Regions from separate parts of the Mus musculus genome. Here region 1 is linked to region 2. The links are chromatin contacts, called in public HiChIP or PLAC-seq maps. All regions are on one chromosome and are shown on one strand. The core of a region is the stretch at or near the end of the contact, and the rest is flanking DNA. Distances in the headings are between cores, read along the strand shown. Region 1 holds the start of Erich4 (glutamate rich 4). Region 2 holds the start of Pou2f2 (POU domain, class 2, transcription factor 2).

Region 1 (4,040 bases), core at 935-3,434, 480 kb before region 2:
TACATGAAGGATGATTCTGAGAGGACAGAGGTGGCCTTGAGACCAGCAAAGCGACTACTGCATAGTAGAGGTGAATGAATGAGGGGTGGGTGGCCGAGGTGAGGGCTGCTACAGACAAAAGCCTGAGAAACCAAAAGGGGCCACTCATGGAAATGGAGAAGCAGGGAGCGGTGGGTGTGTCGAGACCGAACAGCCCCCAACCACAGATGTCCTTGGGCTGTAATCCTTAGAGTCTGTATGTAGCTGTTACTTTCCTGTTGCTGTGATAAAATGCTGTGACTCAAGGCAACCTACAGAAGGGAGGTTGTTTTGGCTTGCAGTTCCAGAGGGCTAAGCGGCCATCATAGTGGGCACAAATCGTAGCAAACAGCAGGGATGGTGTCAGGAACAAGAAGCAGAGAGCTTCCATCTTCAGCTGAAGCCAGAGGCAGAGAAAGCAAACTGAAATGACTGGGCCTTAAACTCCCAAAGCTCACCTCCAACGAGGTCCTTCCTCCACTGAGGGTCCCCCTAAACCTCCCCAGTCCACCACCGACCACCCAACTGTCTGAGCCTATGGGGGACATTTTCCTTCAAACCACCACATTCTATTACTTTAAGAAGCCTTTACCTTCTCCTCCCCTCCGCTCTGAGCCCCACCCCCTTTCCTATATTGCTTTATAGTTCAGAGCTGGGATCATAGATGTGTACCTCAAGGCCAAGCTTAAGGCTCCTTTTTTTTTTTTTTTTTTTTTTTTTTTTTTTTTTGCAGGAAGGGTTCAAGACAGGGTATTTCTGTGTAGCTCTGGCTATTCTGGAATTCATTCCATAGACGAGGCTGGTCTCGAACTCCGAGATCCACCTGCCTCTCTGCCTCCCCAGTGCTGGGATTAAAGGCGTGTGACAACACCAGCTGGCCAGTTTAAGGACCTTGAGATGGGGTGTTATCATAGGTGACCGGGTAATGAATCAGGTGGGTCTCATCAGAAGGATGGCCAGTGGAGTCAGCAGGAGTCAGGATGCCGGACTCAAAAGTTTGGAGTGACACAGGAAAGCAGGAAGTTTCCAGAAGCTCAGGAGAGGAGAGCGTGGATTCTTTCCTAGAGTTTCCAGAAGCAGCCACGCCCAGTGTACCTACTTTATGCCTCAGAGTAGCAAGAGAATTATCTTCTCTCCTTGCAGTGCTAGGGACGGAAGTGTGATTGAAGTGTGTGTGTGTGTGTGTGTGTGTGTGTGTGTGTGTGTAGGTCAGAGGACAACTTGTAAGAGTAAGTTTTCTCCTTTCATCCTGTGGGTCCTGGGGCTTGAACTCAGATTATTAGTCTTGGTAGCAAGCACCTTTAACCTTTGATGCACCCCTTGCATTGCTATAAGATGCCCAGCTTATGGTGACTTGTTTCCACATCAACGGAAAATGGGTTTAGTGGGGTGGGTCCAAAGTGGGAGTTCTGTGCTTACCACACAGATGTCAAGATATGAGCCTTGCAGAATTGGAGTCTGGGCTCAGGAGGGTGAGCAGCTGAGGTCTAAGCCCGGACCCTGAGCCACTGGCATAACCTAGCAAGACCCAAGCACCTCCCAGTCCTGACTGCTCTACAAGGACACAATGCTGCCAAGTCCGCGCTAGCAGAACTAGCTTCTGTATCCTAGCCTGCAGCTTCCATACAGAGGCTCTTCAGGCACACTGGTGGCAAAGCCCCGGCAGGGGACAGACAAGGACCGGGTTGGGGGCTGACCAAAGTCATTCCGCTAAAGAGGCTGAGGAAGGCTGGCAACAGGGAGGGCCTAGGAAGGAAGACAGCTCAGCCCCTACAGGTACTGAGCACCAAGCACCAGGTATCCTAAGCAGGAGTGTGGGGTGTGGGGGTGTCAGCCTGAGGGGCAACAGGGTGAAGCTGGACCTCTGCTCACGGCTATCTTTGAACCCTGTGAGATCATGGAGGTTGGACTTCAGAAAAAAAGAAGGAAAGAAAAAAGAAAGAAAGAAAGAAAGAAAGAAAGAAAGAAAGAAAGAAAGGAAGGAAGGAAGGAAGGAAGGAAGGAAGGAAGGAAGGAAGGAAGGAAGGAAGAGAGAAAATGTGGCCAGCTGATTCACAGTGAAGAATGGACTTTGGGATATATCTGCCAGCCCCTCCCCGCCTTCCCTGCATCCCACAGCTCCCCAGGGGACTGGGTCACTTGGACCTTGCTACTTCCTGCTCTTCAGTCCATGGTTCGGACTATGGAGCCGTGGGTGCAGCTGAAGCAGGCTGGACTGGAGCCCAGTGGATTGGGTCCACTCCCCAAGGCCCTAAGGGTGCCCCCGCCAGAAGGGAACCCCGGTCAGGCCCTTATGTCTTCAGGGGCAGAACTTGGGGGTGCCAGGGAGCTGATTCTATGGATCTGGGAGGAGCTGGTGAGTGAGGGCCTTAGAGAGATAGGAGAGAACGAGGAACATGAGTGAATATTGATAAAGGTAGACGTAGCCGAGGATCAGCGGGGCCTGGGCCAGGGTGGGGACAGAGCATGAGAGACAGGATTGGAGTCAGTCTCGGAGAACAGAGATAGAAATCAGAGACCCAGAGCAGGATCAGACAGGACCTCAGATGGAATGGGGGCTGGGAGAGCCCAAAGGCAAGGATGAGAAAACGGAGCCGGAGATGAGACAGAGGTGAGGGCCCTGGCCAGGCAGGACAGGACTTGAGCTGAAACTTGCCCCCATGGAGCTCTGGCAGGCTCCCCGTGGAGCCTCCCCATGGTGTTCCTTTATTCCTACAGGGGAACCTGCGACGAGTGGATGTCCAGCTGTTGGGACAGCTGTGTGACCTGGGACTGGAGATGGGGACCTTTCGGGAAGAGCTGGTCACTATCCTGGAAGAGGAGGAAGAGGAAGAGGAGCAGGAGGAGAAGAGCTGTGTTGAAGAGAACAAAGGGCCCGAGGAGAAGCAGGACGAAGAACGTTCCCGGAGCTCCTATCCAGCCCAGCGCCTCCCTGACTTCGAGATGACCATCTGAGGTCATTTAGCTTGACACGCAAATGAGATGCAAATTCATGCAAAGGAAAAAAACGGAGATTGAGAATCAAGGGTGCTCCTTCGGCAGACCCACAAAACAGTTGGAGATCCTGGCAGGGACCTGGGTGCTGTGGGCAGGTGTGATTGCAGATTTGGGAGGGGCACAAAAGCCACCCGTGTGTCTGTAGAGATGTTGCAGTGTGACCTGGAGACCAGGTGCTTGGCTGAAGTGACAGAATCTTGGCAGACAGGTTTGAAGACCAATTCTGCGTAGTGTGGTAGGCCCCATGGCCGGTAAGCAATTGAAACGTGGTGGGTTCGGACTGAGATGAGAGGTGGACAAAGGTCAAACACCTCTGTGGTAAAACCGATCAACAGTTTAAACAGCTCGACAACTACAGGTTGAAATGATATTCTGAATATGTGAAATAAAATATTGATTTTATATGCTTTGTGTGTGTGTGTGTGTGTGTGTGTGTGTGTGTGTGTGTGGTTTCAAGACAGGGTTCCTCTGTATAGCCCTGGCTGTCCTAGAACTCACTTTGTAGACCAGGCTGGCCTCTGCCTCCCGAGTGCTGGATTTTATATACTTTTATTGCAGTTGTATAACATAAATTGATTATTTTAACCATTTTCCGTGTGTGGTATGTGATATATGTGCACTTCTGTGTGCAGGTGTGTGGGGGCGTCTTCCTCTATGGCTCTCCACTGTAAACCCTTGACACAAGGTCTCTTCTCTGAACTGGAAGCATCCCACTGTGGCCAGACTGGGATCTACCTGCTCTGCCCCCTACCCCCAATGCTGGGATTACAAGCCCGCATGGTTGCGCCTGGCCTTTTCACATGGGAGATGGGGGTCTGGTTTTGGCCTTTAGGTTTTTATAGCAAATGCTCCTGCCTATGAGCCATGCCCTAAACTGGTTCCGTTCTTCCTTTCCTTTCCTATTCTTGCTGTCTTCAGGCACACCAGAAGAGGGCATCTGATCTCATTACACATGGTTGTCAGCCACCATGTGGTTGCTGGGAATTGAACTCAGGACCTCTGGAAGAACAGTCAGTGCTCTTAAC
Region 2 (4,123 bases), core at 566-3,065:
GACTATGGGGGAGGGGCCTTGTCTGGGTTGTATCCCTCCATATCGTGCTAAGTACCACCACTCCCTCAAAAGATAAATCCTAAATGAAAATGGAGCTTACTGGGTAAATCAGGCTTCAAGACAAAAACCTGCTACCTTACTGCCCCCAACTTCTGCTGGGAAGACCCTCGTGTATAGAAAATCTGCCGCCAGCCGCTGTGCGGTCGGCAAATGCCCTCTGAAATGGTCTTTCCGATAATGGGATATTATAGAGTGTAGATGCCCAGGAACTGTCCCCTCTGTGTGCAGCTTAAGAGCTGAGTTCGTTCCTGTCAGGACCATCTGCCAGGTCTTGGGGTGTCCACCTGCACAGGGCTGGGGGCAGAGGGCACCCATGTAGTTCTTTGTGTCCTTCATGGCTGTGCACATGGGAGTGTGGGCACATGTAACCTGGCCTGCGTTGGCCATATGTGTAGATGTGCCCTCTGCCCTGTGGGTCTGGGTGAAGTAGTAGAGCATATGTAGCTGATGAAGCTTGGTCTGCGGGGAGGGGTGATATTGGGGCCATGGTAGAGATGTGCACTAGTGAATCTCTGTGTGTGCATTCGTGTGAAATGCTGGAGGGTTGGTCTGAGAAGAAATACTTCAGTGTATGCATGTATGTAGAAGGATGAATCCAGCCGTCTATGTGTGCACGCGTGTGGTTTGGGGGACCCTCCACTTGGGGTGTAAAGTGTCCTGGATGGCCCTAGTGGATAGGAGAACTGTTTAAGAGATGCCAAGGCAGCTCAGCAACTCGGACTCCAGGAAGCTGAGAGGGAGAAGAGGGCAGTTGGCTCGCGCCTGCCTTTGTCTGCGCTACTGTGCGCCCGAGTCCTGCGCCTTTGTGTGACCCTCGCAGGTGTGCGCGCGGGGCGGGGGAGGATGCGGGCCGGGATGGAGCGGAGGGCGGGGCTCCCTCCTCTGAAGCCGGCCCCGCCCTCCTGCCCATTGACTGGACGCTGCCGCCCTCTGGCGGGCTTCAGGAAAACCGCAGGACTGAGAGCGGAGCGGCTCGCTGAAAGCGCTCCACAGGAACCCTGAGGACTCAAGCTCAGCTCCACTGCCCCGGGTGCACGCGTTTGCCCTCTGACAGGCTTCTAGCTGTCTCTGACTTAGGCCTCCACCCCTCGCCCTAACTGCCACTGTGCCACTGCTCATGGGCACTATTGGCCCGGGATGCCTTACCTGTGGCACAGGTTGCAAGCCTTGGTCTGTCCACAGCATCCTGAGCATCCCCTTTTTTTTTTTTTTTTTACTTTGATGCATCTTGGCCCTGGATCCTTGAGAAAGCCACTGCTCCCTTCTCTGATCTTCAGTCTTGTCGTTTGTAAGACGAATCACAAAATACTGTCAAACTATGACACCTGTTACGTGGGAGGTGCAGGGTTAGGCACTGAGAGATCCCTCCTCGAACAAACCTCAAATTGTGTTTGCCATTGTTATTGTATAGCCTCACCTTCTCTCACAGCCCCACACGCCCTGTTCCAGATGTGTTCGCCCCCACCCCTCCGTGCTGCGGGGGCAGAAGGACTGTATAGATACCTCCTAGTGTGGCCCCAGCAAGAGTCAGTTCTTCCAGCGTCCTCGCTTTCCACCCGACTAAGCCCCTACTCAAATACACTCATGATCTGGGGTCGCCTGGGCCGCTGGGGTCGGCCTGTGGGCCAGGGTATTTTCCCTTCCGAAGGGGGCGGACCGGCCCTGTGGTTTCCTCCCGGGGTGACTTCCGGCAGGGAGGGCTGGCCCCCAGAGAGGGCGGGGAGATGACACAGTTGTTCCCCAGCCCTGGCTGGCGGGCAGCATGGTTCATTCCAGCATGGGGGCTCCAGGTAAGAGGCTGATGCCTTCTCATGGGTGGCGAGGACAAATAGCATATTAGGGCCGTTCTGCTGACCACCTCTGCCAACGGTTCCTGCACCTCCTCTTCGGCTGTCCCCCTTGTTTGGGAGGCCCCGTGCTTTAGTAACATCTTTTCCTTCCTTCACCTAGTCCCCCTCCTCAGCTCCTCTTTGATACTGTTTTGCATTAGGCATGGGGTGTGTGTGTGGGGGGGTATACTTCCAGTCTGTCTCCCCACTGAGGGAACAGGAAAAAGGAAGGGTCATGTGGTTTTTTGTTTGTTTGTTTGTTTGTTTTGTTTTGTTTTTTGCTGGACTTCATATGGGGAACTGGTGGGCTGGGCAGCGTGGGCGATTCTTTAGACACAGGGCTGCAACAGGTTTGGAAGACCAAGCAGTTGCGTTTGTGTGGTGCAGGTGTGCATATGTGTGAGTGTGGGTGTGGTGTCCTGCGTCCTGTGCTTATTGCTATTTCTCCTGGGTGTGCAGGGGGGAGGGCTGCTGTGCGTGGCATTCCTGTGTGCCCGTAGCAGTGATTTCTTCTTGATCCACTTCATTTATTCTGCAAAATGGCACTAATCTTATATATCCCTCAGTCTCCTTATCCTGCTCTGACTTTCTCCGTGGCGCATGCATTCTATGTCTTTGAGTTACTACATGCTTGCCTGGGTGAGCTGGATACGGTGCAGGCACCGTATCAGGTGATTTGCGCTTGGGGACTCATTTCGTAGAAGGTATGCATCTCTGCGCAGACTTAGCATACCTCAGCAGAGTACTGGGAAGTGTAAGGTGATAATACCAGTGCTGAGATATTCCAAGGATCAGTACTTCATGACTGCTTTTCTGGAGCTTTGGTCGAGTGTGCGTCGAGCTCCTGGGTGACCGTAGGTGTGAGTGTTGGCTTGGCGTGCATCCGTCCAACATGCATCAGTATGTGGGGGGCATCGCCAAGTCCCTTCAACAACCGCTGGTTACCGGGCCGTTCTATGTTGGATATTGGTGTTGAAGATATATCAGGGCTAGGCAGCTTCAGGTCTGCTTTTCTGGAGTCACGAGTTCAGTGGAAAGGACAATCCTGTGGTGATCAGACCTGGGATTGGAGGGTGGAGGGTGGAGCAGAGATGATAGAGTCCAGAAGTTATCTAGTTCTGTTGTCATGGTAGTAGGGAGGGCTTCCTGGAGGAGTTCTCTGAGCTAGGATATAAAAATGATGGTGGTAGACAGTAGAAAGATGAGGATTGACAGGTATTTATTTACTGAGGTGGCCGTGTGGGTGTACACATATCTACTTGTTCAGTGTACATATGAAGTCCAGACTGCCATCTGCACACATATAGCGGCTTCACTATGGACTCATTTCAAGTGAGAACTTGTAGCCACTGGACAAAGCATTAGACTTTTTACTGGGGATTTCTGTAGGGTGAAAAAAAAAAGAAAAAGTCCTACCCAGGAGAACTGTTATGGGTTTTCACCGTGTAGCATTGGCAAGAATCAATCCATCGTAAGGATGTGATTAATACATCGTGTGGCCTCGGGCAGATCACTCACCGTCTGATCTCAGGCTCTCCACCCTGGAGAGTCTCAGAGGTCTTCGTGGTTACCTCTCAGAATGAACTGACTCTGGACACGGGTGTATGCATATCAGATTGCCTGTGCCTTTGAATATGCGAATGTGTGTGTGTCACTCTGGATATGAGTAAGTGCATGTGTGTATGCATGTATCTGGATGGGGTTGGTTTTTTTATACACCACCCTATGGCATCATCTGAGTGTGTGTCTCCCTATAGGTTGTGTGTGTGTGTGTGTGTGTGTGTGTGTGTGCGCGCGCACATGCAAATGTGAGTGTGGACAAGTCTGTGTGGAGGTCAGAGGTCAACCTCAGGATGTCAGTCCTTGCCTTCTGTCTTGACACACGCTGGTTGGTTGGCCAACTCCCCCTCTTGTCTTGCCATCTTATCTGTTACAGACTCACATCCCTGCATTTTTGAAAATGGATATCTAGGGACTTGAACTCAGACCCTCGTGGTGTTTGGCCATTTCCCCAACCCCTCCATCTATGGGCTTAAGGAATAGCTGCTTAGGGGATAGGATAGACAGCAGAATTGTCAGGTGGAAAACCAGGGTGTTGTAGACCAAGCCTTGAACCTGTGCCACATGCAGGACTTCCAGTGCAGTGTTGGTGGGGGCTTGCCTTGGATGGCATCTACCCTAGACATTCATTTGCTCCAAACAGAGGCTGTGAAGGGCGATGCCCTGGGCATGCA

Evidence for each region. HiChIP or PLAC-seq counts read pairs in DNA pulled down with a chosen protein or histone mark.
Region 1: a contact with region 2 is called in an H3K4me3 HiChIP or PLAC-seq map of embryonic stem cells, with 8 times the contacts expected there. The contact joins the promoter of Erich4 here to the promoter of Pou2f2 in region 2. A contact is called at or near these places in 2 of 39 promoter capture datasets (embryonic stem cells and liver), 1 of 484 Hi-C or Micro-C datasets (palatal mesenchyme) and 2 of 115 datasets of contacts at active chromatin or transcription factors (both in embryonic stem cells).

Annotation. Positions count from the first base shown.
Region 1 is chr7:25,613,997-25,618,036 of GRCm38.p6, reverse strand. Erich4 (glutamate rich 4) reads left to right here and starts at 2,184. Exons shown (of 2, transcript NM_001039243.4): 1 at 2,184-2,374; 2 at 2,737-3,417. The coding sequence starts at 2,201. The coding sequence ends at 2,973.
Region 2 is chr7:25,130,152-25,134,274 of GRCm38.p6, reverse strand. It overlaps Pou2f2 (POU domain, class 2, transcription factor 2), which reads left to right and starts at 1,815. Exons shown (of 15, transcript NM_001163554.1): 1 at 1,815-1,850. The coding sequence starts at 1,823.